Linked DNA regions of Mus musculus: region 1 is linked to region 2. A link is a contact called in public Hi-C data. All regions are on one chromosome and are shown on one strand. The core of a region is the stretch at or near the end of the contact, and the rest is flanking DNA. Distances in the headings are between cores, read along the strand shown.

Region 1 (4,770 bases), core at 606-3,105, 76 kb before region 2:
GTGCCTCTGCGCATGCTCTGTTCCTTGCCTGGCCCAAGAGGGCTGCTAAAGCATGAGCTAAATGGAAAACTGAAAACTCGGTGGCAAACAGCATGGAAGCTGATCTCAGACATGCTTGTGAGTAGTTTCTAAAGCAGAAGGTGAGGAGAAGGCAAACTTGTCCTATGGCCTGGCTGGCTTAGCTGTACGGCAATATACCCCATAGCGAGGCTTCGCACATTCGCTCTCCCTGTCCACATTTCCTGAAGTGTAAGAGTGGGATTTCATAGTTCCTGTAGCAATTCTCTTGGCAAACAAGGAAGATACTCTAAAGAGCTGCTGGTGCTCCGCCCTTTGCCTCGGAGACCAGGGAAACAATGGACCCCAGGAAACTGGAATTTCCCCAGGAATCTCAAGCTAGGAAAGGAAAAGGCTGGAGGCGCTTAGAGGGGGAGCTTGTCTCCTGGAAAGCAACTTCATACAGTTCTGACAACTTGTCAGACAATCTTGCAGTAAAGAGTGAAGCCTAGGCAGAGATGATGGGCAGAGCCATGCCTTGGGGGGGAGCTTTTTAAGATATATATATATATATATATATATATATATATATATATATGGAAAAGTGCTCTCTTCACACACACACACACACACACACACACACACACACACACACACACACATATGGAAAAGTGCTCTCTTGACCCTCAGATGGTCTGGCATATATTGGGTAAGGTAAACAAAAGTCAGATGTGTAAAGTCATCCACTATCAGTAGCGGTGATCCTATTGATTTTATTTTACCCTTTCTGAATCACAGTGCTCTATCATCTTTCGCCTTTCTAAAGTCCACGTGCTGGCCATGTAACCACTGAATCTTGACAGCATGGAGGAAAACTTTACCCTAATTTGGTTAGGTGTTTGTCAGGGACAGCACGCCAAGACCTGTGTGGTTTAGGATGGCGTTCTCATCGTCAAATTGCCTGACACCAGTGCCATTATGGTGTGTGGCATTACAGCCTCACAGTGAGTCCTGGAATAATTCTGGAACGTGAGAGCCCTACAGTCAGATCTTTTCCCTTCAGCTCAGGTAAGGAAGCGTCTGCTGCCTCTGGCACTGGAAGGCAGCATATAGGAGGCAACACTACCCCCAGGCTTACCACCTATGGATGTGTCAAAAGGCACAATGCGGTTGACAATGCCTGGCAGTGTGGGGATATGAGGGACAGCATCATCTACAAAGCATCTGGTTGGTTGTCTCATAAGGTCACTGATTCTATGCAAGAGAGCTCTATGTCATTGTCTTATGTTCTCCCAAAGGCTCCAGATACCTGCAAGTACCATCTCAACAACTGGAGATTTGACACCTGAATTTGGACAGGAGGGGAGAAGTCCACTCTTAGTAAACAACTTGGATCAACCAACAGGCAGAGATGCATGAGTGAGCATAGTCAGCCCTGTATCCCTGTGGTCACGTGGTTCCACAAAGTTGCCATGACAACTTTTATCAAGCTTGGTGCCACTAAAAAGAGAGATGGTGCATTTTAGAGTCTCTGGGGGTCTAAATAAGTTTTCCTTAACATTTTAAGTTCCTAACAAGTCATTTTTTTTAAAGGAGCTAACAGCAACAGGCATTTATCTCTACCACAGAAAGTAGTAAGTTATACAGGTCAGAGTTCAACACAATTCGGTATGTTTCTCCTAAGAGAAGCAGTTTATGGTCTCTGTGAAACAATTGTAATCACAACGCAGCTTCCACAGGGCTGAATCTGGGATTCATCTGGCAGAGTAGAGCTGAGCTTTGAGGTCCAGGAACTGCCAAAGGCAATGACGCACATTCAAAGAGAGGAAGCTGTTGTCTAACCAGAGCACATCCTCCTGGCATGCACAGCCGCTCTCCTCCCACTCCCACTCCCACTTTCATATTCTTGGTGCTTGGCTCACAACAGAGCCGTAGAAATGGCAGTGATGATGACAGATATTCTAGAGCATCAGATAAAAGTAGCATTTCCGAATCAGAGTTCTGATGTGGAGGCAGGTGCTCATAGACAGCTCCTGGTCTGGCGAAGAAAGACAGAAGTTAGGCCTCTTCTGCAGAACGAGTACCGAACCGGTGCAGCAGAGGCTACCGAGGAGCTGTAGGGTCTTTCTTTACCACTGATGGTCACAGTCACCAGCTCCTGAGGACTTCTTAGGAAAGTGAGTCCAGCACATATATTCCACATGGAGAACAAGCCAGCTACCTAATTCCAGGGTGACTGTGTGTGTGTGTGTGTGTGTGTGTGTGTGTGTGTGTGTAGGCTTATCTTATATTGTCATGTACTTGATAGGAAACCATTGGCCAGGTTAACAGCAATTAAGATGCATTTTAAAGATAATTGGCTGTTTGAATGGTGCAATGCCCATCGCTTCGCACTGTGAACGTCTGGAGGAATCTGTGTGAGCTGTGCCTGTTGTTGATCAGGTAGTGAAATATCATTGGACCCAGCCTTTTCAAAAGCTCCTATGAGGGAGGCACACTGCTGGTCTCTTAAAGAAAAAGGGGAATATTTCCAGTTCAGACTGCTTAGTGCCTTCCCAGTGAGATTATATTGAAATCTGTGCTTATCCCAGTCGTCCAAACTTGATGGAAGTTCAGACTGTTTGAGAGCATTATTTGTTTTCTGAAAGTGTACATTTCAGAATTTCTCTCTCTCTCTCTCTCTCTCTCTCTCTCTCTCTCTCTCTCTCTCTCTCTCTCCTTCCGTTATCTCAGTTTTAGTATTAGAAGGTAATTAAAAAGTTTGAAAAAATTAAAACAGTAAAAATGTTTTTCTTTTTCCTTTCTTATTCTTTTTGCTTGCTTTCTTGTTTGCTTGTTTTAATAAGGAAAAAAAAATAGAAGCCAGGTTCTACAGAAGTGAGCTAATGGTTATTCATGGCAAACTTTCTAAACTTATTCTTAAGCAAACATCTTGGGAATAAATTTTAAATGCAGTTGTCCCTATAGCACAATATGTGGTTTCACAAACAAGCAAAATCCCTAAATAAAGTAACAGACATTCTCCTGCTAGTTCGAAGTGAATACCGTATTCAGAAGAGAAACATACATAAAAATACTGTACTATTCAAACTCGCAAGGCAACAAACCTCTGTGCTAGAGGTTGTCTTAGCAGTAAGCAAGCTACCATCTTAACTCTTGTCCCCGTCTTCCAAGGGGCTCTGTCTCTGTGATAATTCCTGCTTCCAAAGTCTTCCACAGCTAAAAAGTGTAGTGTCCATGGTAGAGGAGGGGCTGCTGTAGAGGAGCCCATGTGTTCTGGGTGGATGATTGGGCCACAGAAACAAGTCATAGTTGTCGCCTCTCCACTGCACTTCATCTGCAGGGTTCATTTCATCGCTCTCAGGGCTTTACAAGTTACAGAGTTTAACACAGTTCAAAGGCAAACAGAACGCAGAGACAACCAACCCCCACAAGGCTGTCCCACAGTAATTGTCTTTGCCCATTTCAAAGTCTCTTGTAATTTTTCCCGATACTTAGCTGACTACAGATGAGAACTCAATAGGAGGCAAGGTTCATATCAAAGCATAATGTATATATACTTCCTCACCTTTGTATGTCTTCACTTTCCAAGGATACTTGTAGCACTAATTACTAGCATCAGTCCCAGTTACCTGTCGCCAGTGTTCTATAGAACTCATTATGTCTGAGACAAGAATGCAGAGAACTTGAAGCATTTGTATGCACAGCTTCAAGACCAGTACTGCGGGGGAGGTGGACACAGACTGAGGAATGGGACTCTCTCTCCCTATCCCAAGTGACAGTGATTATTCCACATGGAGGGAACCCCTGGGCCCATTTTAGTGAATGCTCTGTGTACTCTATTTGGAGCACTTCTCTCTGTGCCTGTGTCTTAGGTTCTTTCGGATCATGTCAAACATCACCTGAGCATAGGAAAGGAACTTAGCTCTTTCCGGTTGTGACCTTGCCCTAACAGTTTTCCTAGTCACTCACCAGCCTTCCAAATAGACACACCAGGCCAGATACTGGGCCAGGCTTACTGGAAATGAGTAGAAATGATCCTAAATCCTGTTAAATGGTGTATTTCCAGGGAGCTCCTGTCTGCTCCATGGACTTTTCCTAAGAGGTATATCAAATGCCTGCTCACCTGTGTTAGAGCACCAACAAAGGACAGAAGTAAGGATTTCATTACAGTCTAACTTTATGAATGAATGCCTTACTGAGCTTACTTAGTATATGAGGTGTTATTTAAAATATTGTCAGTGATGGCCCAAAAGACAGATCAGCAGAAGTTCTCACTCTAGCATGCATGACTGCTTTCCATAGCAGCACAGATGGGGTCCCCCTTCCTCACTACTTTGTATACTCTGTCATGTTCTCAGACTAACACGTGCAGCTTGGGGAAGAGTCATATACAAAAAGAAGTGTCTAGGACCTCAGGTGAAGGTTCAGTGACCCTCGTTACTTCCTTTTGCCACATGGAGATGTCAGGAGACCCAATCTCGAGTGTACCTTGCAAGTAGCCAGGGCTGCCCCAACGAAGAGGGTGACACCCGCTATGCTTGCAGAACAATGTTCTACAGTCCAAAGAAATAGAGTTGTATTATGGGGAAGTAGAAGGGTACTGGAGTCAAAAAATTCACACTTAATAGCTTATCTACTCCCTTCAAACAAATGGCTACCAACTGTGAACTGTGGGGATGTTGATTTCCAACACCTACCTTATCAGGTTATAATACTTAAGAATGTGCTGGGCAAATAAGGATCAATAATGGGTGTGAATTCCCTTACCTC
Region 2 (5,239 bases), core at 441-2,940:
GCCTCTGGCTCTTCAAACCAGCATGGTGTGGTGTGGTTTGGTGCCCCCAAAATGGCTTCCTGACAACCCCTCCCATGAGCTGAAAGCACGAATGTACAGATTTAAAATTGTGTCTTCCAGAAATTAGAATTGAATTGGAGTAAAGGAAGGGAAAATAAGCTGCAGGACAGTTTGTGACAAGGTCTGTATGAGTCATTTAGGAGAAGTGGTGAAAGGGCCACTACCTTTGACAGAAGGAAATTATAAAGTGCTGGTTTAAAAAAATTTTTTTCTTTCTTCCTGAAAGAAAAGAGTTAGCTCTCAAGAACTTTGTAGTTAGATGAGTCATATTTTAATACCTCATCATTTTTAGTGTATTTTCACACATGCACACATTTTCTTTAAGCTGCTTAGACGGGTTATGGAAGATTCTGCCCACTTTACAAATAAGGAAGCTGGGGCTTTGAGAGAAAATTTCCCAGAGTGGCATCTAGTGTGTAGCAGGTCTTCAGTGCGAGCCTTGGGAGCCTTCCTGGCCCCCTTTCCTCAGACACCACACACGTTATATGCCAGCACTGAGATCTTCGTATTATATTTTCTCATCTACCTATGGAAACTGTTGGACTTTTGAGACAGCATCCCGATGTGTACTTTAGGTTGGCCTCAAACCTTCAATCTCCTTGATCTAGTCTCCCATAGGCATAGACAGCAGCACCAGGCTTCTATTTATTTGTTTATTAGTTTGGGTATCGGGGGACCAACATCTCATGTGTCTTCAGCTTTGCTCTAGAACTCTGCTGGGTGTATCACTTTACCCACTTTCCAGAGCTAAGAATGGCTTTGAAGGGAGGTTCTAGGTCCAAAAAGCTGCAGAGTTGGCACGTCAACCCTCAGGAAAACTGAGTTCCACTACGATATTGTATTGCTTATGCTCCAAAGACTTTGTCTTGTGAAATGAAAGCAAAGTTTATAAAAGTGACAGGGGCTAAAGTGAGCATAACAACCAGGCTTAGCCAACAGGACCCTCAGCCAGGACTGAGACATAGGCGTGGAATAAAGGCAAGGCTGTCCTCCGCAAAGACCAGGCTTACTCAGCTATTCTCATGGGTATCAACTAGGAAATTTCTAGTCCCTCCCTTTTTGCTGATCTCTGAGACCTGAGACATGGTTTCTTTAGAACCTCTTCAATGGTTAACATTCATACCTGGCTCTGGAAGCCAATCCATTCAGACCTATCACTCACAGACACTCCCTAACATAAGCTAATTTGATGGCTTATGCTTTTGCTAACAAATTCAGTTCTTGATGTTACACTGGACATGTAGGCTCCTTTTAAAAAGTACCTCAGCTAATGTGAAGGCAGGAATGTTGGAAAAAATTCTCTTTGGAATCAAAAATAAAATAGAAAAAAAAGTCCAAGAAAGCTATTCAGAACCAACTTGAAGAATAGGCACATAAACAAAGTACATCACAACTAAACTACTCAATGTAGTGAAGGGGAATTCCTGGTGTATTTGTAACTTTAAATATTAGAAAGTTTCAAGGGTTAGAGCTCAAAACTCTAAAGCATGACCAGAGGATGTTCTGCCGGGCACTCTGTACTTTTAGGATTTCTTCCTCCTCTTTTGCCCTTTTAGCACAGGCTGACCTGATCTGACAAAGAATGTGTGTGACTCAGACCACAGACCGACTAGTTGTGGTTTGAAGGGTGTCACTTCAGAATTCTAATCTCCTTTGTCATGGACCATCCCTGGGGATTCCAAAGTATTACTAGCCATAAAGGAACTCCCCATCTCAATGAACCACAGCTCCCAATAAGAAATGAGCAACTTATGATAGTGAAAATGGGACATTCTAGAGGAATTAACAAAGAGTAAAGCCAAATCAAATCTGTTAAATGCATTACTGACCATATTAGGAAAAGACACACAGGTGACAGACAAAAGGCTTTACAAGAAACGAACTGCATAATGTTTTTTTGGAAAACCTACTTAACAAAGTGCTTGTTATCACTTTTTCCTAATAGGACATGGTGGAAGAGAGTACATTTTTTTTCAACTACAACAAGGATGGATTATTCTAGTGTGGGGTTCAAAATTAACCAGAGGCATGTCTTAGTTAGAGTCAAGTTTCATAAACATTTACACACACTTATTGTGTGCCACCTTGTGCTAAGAAATATTAATGATCTGTCAAAGCAAGGTCTTTTCCTTCAGATATCCTACTATTCAGCAGACAAGTCCATACTATAGTCACAGGAATTTTAAGTACTGCATGGGGTATCATGTCCCTCTTAATACTCTGTTCTATCTTCAGCATGTATGAGATGGTCAGGGATGAGTGACGTCTTCATCTCATCCAAATATTTCTTCAGTATCAGCTGTTATGTGTGGTTGCATATTTATTTTTTAACAACCTATTTCAGGTAGAGGCACAAATCCATATGCTGATCATGCAACAAATAGAGTGCCTGGCACCTAGATAATACAATGTACTTACCTTCAACCCATATGTTTAAACCTTAAGAGGCAACAGAACGGTCAGGACCAGGAAGGAGTCTCTCTGAAAATGCCAAGAGTACTGCTCAGAGCAACAGAGGCCTAAGGTTAGAGTTGATACAAGCAACACTTCCCCAGGTGCTGCTTATCATGCTGAGTGCACAAAGTGAAAATAGTACCAGGCTTCACGCAAGTTGTATTTTTAGAAAGAAAATCACATAGAAAATGCTCGAACTTTTCAGATTCAAAATTCCCAAGTGGAAGGACTAGGGACTTTCTGAAGGGAATTGAACAGCTCGGCTTTATGATCCGACTTTATTTGATCAGCATGTAAAAAGCAAACAAACTCACCTGGTGATATAGTTAGGTAATATACCGAAATCACCTCTGTATGTTCGTAAATTCATGAGTGACATCAAGTAGTGACCTGCAGCACCTGTGGCTTCTGCTGCCTTTACCTCCACTTGCAGGGCAGGACTCCCCGGACTCCTCATAAAACACTGAACTGAGCGAATTCTGGACAAAGAGGGGGCAGGAATTTGAAAGGAGGAAAGAAAAGAGGGGGGGGGAGGGGAAGGAAGTAGAGGAAAAGAGGGATCCTGAGAGAGAAGGATTGGTGAAAAAAGAGAGAGTAAACTCTGTGGGCATCAGTATGGGGAAGCTGGGATTGTAAGTAGAGGGATTTGTGAAACTTTTAGGACTAAATTTGATATCAGGAGTTAAAATGAACCCATTTAGTATTTCCTAAACTTGCCTACTTATAAGAATAAAAATCTGCCTTGTCAGATGGTTTGCTCTGTTAAATGTTTGTTATACCAGCATGAGGACCTCAGTTGTAATCTGAAAACTGGTTGGTAGAGACAGGAGGTCTCTTGCTGCCTGACCTGTCTATCCAGTTGGTAAGCTCTGAGTTCAGTAAAAGACCTTATCGAGAGAGAGAGAGAGAGAGAGAGAGAGAGAGAGAGAGAGAGAGAGAGAGAGAGAGAGAGAGAGAGAGAGAGAGAGAGAGAGAGAGAGAGAGAGACAGAGCGAGAGAGACAGAGACAGAGACAGAGAGAGAGCGCATGCATTACAAGAGTTAGTTCAATTTTCTGATTTGAAAGAATTCTAACAATCTCTACTGTTCACAAACAGGCCTTGCTAATTTGTATCATCAAGGAGGCTGACCTAATTGATTCACTGTGTTCCAGTGTGTACTACTCAGCTTGTCTGATTGATGTCGTTCTCTCACAGTGATTTTCTCTTTAAGTCCTGTAGGGAGTGGCTCTTGGTGGTAAAATCCTGTTTCCCAATTGGTTCTTGATCTATCAATAAAGATGCCAGGGGCCAATTGCTGGGCAGAAGGAAAGAGGCGGGACTTCCATGTCCCCTGCAGTAGAAGCTAAAGATATGCAATGAGAGGAAGAGAGATTTTGCCATGCTTCAGAGGGAGAAAAGGCCATCAGCCATGTGAGATCTAGGGTGAAGTGGCCATTAGCTACTTCCCCAACTGGGCCTGGGGTAGGAACTAAAGCTGAGGGCAGATTTAGGGTGCTAAGAGTATTGGAAAAGGCAATCTAGCCATGGGAGATTAGAAGCACCCAGCAACTGAGCCAATAAGGCAGGTTGAAAAATAAGCGTGTGTGTGTGTGTGTGTGTGTTTCATCCGAGGATCCAAGAGAACCTGGGTGGGGCTGATAACACAGTCCACCCAGAGCTTAAAGCAGGGTAGCAAAAATTACATGCTACAAAGCCCTGTCCTGCACTTCTCTACATTTTCCCTCTTGGAGTCTCATTTACATAACATTATACATGTATGGTGGCAAAACCACTGAATTTTGTAGTCTGAATGCCTGCCAGAACACTAGTCCATGCCACCCTAGGTAGTCAAAATGCTTAAGCTTCTGTGAAAAGCTATGTCCATTGTCAGAACTGTTAGAACTTTGGAAAGAGAAAGTGATTTTATCAAGAAAACCTAAAAAGCAAAACCAAACAAAATCTTGAGTCACGGAATATGCCTGATGTCTGGAGTCAGAGAATATACCCAAGGAAATAAAAAATCTCACGTTCGCAGTCCTACAGACTCAGAAGATATATGCCTGCCTTGAAAGAGGTTGTTTTCCACGTGGAAGTTTTCATGTATTATGGGTGACATTCCTGTATGTTGGTGCCTGGCTGCATTAGTCAGATCTCACTCTAGTGACACCCCTGAGGCAATTAACTCACAAAGAGAAAAGTTGTCCTGGCTCACAGCTTTTGTGGCTTTGGCCACATTTAGTTCTCACTATTGCTTTGGGACTGTGGAAGTATCAAGTGGTGGCTGGAGTGTACAACCGAGCAAAACCACTCCCTTCACCATCCAGAAAGGAAAGGCAGAGAAAGGGGAGCACGGTCTATATCCTCAGTGATCTTATGGCTTCCTACTACGCGTCACATCACAGAGGCTCAGTGATCAATGGTGCTGCTCAGGGACTAAGCAGCTAACACTGGGTCTGTGGAAAAACACTGATGATCCTAACTAAAGCCCTGCGTGTGTAAATTCACTACTCCAGGTTACTACTTTCTTACTACGTGAAGAAATTTACACATTGTTTTATTTGTATGCTTTCCATAACTAGCCAAGTGCTTTGCCTGTACCACTGTGCTGTTGTTGAACTAGTAGTACGCATGGACTTATAAAAGACAGAACCTTAATCCTTACCTTTAAGGAAATTATAGTTAAGTGGAGTAATAGACATGTGACTAAATATATATCATGCTAAAATGTACATATGTTTAAAGAT

What was found. A called contact is a pair of places that touch in the nucleus more often than the background predicts.
Region 1: a Hi-C map of muscle stem cells shows a contact between it and region 2, with 1.8 times the contacts expected there. The contact joins two enhancer-like sites. A contact is called at or near these places in 2 of 15 datasets of contacts at CTCF or cohesin (CD8 T cells and the NIH/3T3 cell line), 5 of 484 Hi-C or Micro-C datasets (muscle stem cells, nephron progenitors, pancreatic cancer cells and 1 more) and 2 of 115 datasets of contacts at active chromatin or transcription factors (embryonic fibroblasts and embryonic stem cells).

What each region holds. Positions count from the first base shown.
Region 1 is chr10:19,119,471-19,124,240 of GRCm38.p6, reverse strand. No RefSeq gene overlaps it. Among named protein-coding and RNA genes, the nearest start is that of Gm20139, 20 kb to the left of the region's middle. Within about 2 kb of position 1,855, at least 75 of the 459 cell types and tissues checked have an H3K27ac peak or open chromatin away from gene starts, as enhancers often do. A contact at or near this core is called in muscle stem cells, where this site is marked.
Region 2 is chr10:19,042,637-19,047,875 of GRCm38.p6, reverse strand. No RefSeq gene overlaps it. Among named protein-coding and RNA genes, the nearest start is that of Gm51814, 18 kb to the left of the region's middle. Within about 2 kb of position 1,690, at least 66 of the 459 cell types and tissues checked have an H3K27ac peak or open chromatin away from gene starts, as enhancers often do. A contact at or near this core is called in muscle stem cells, where this site is marked.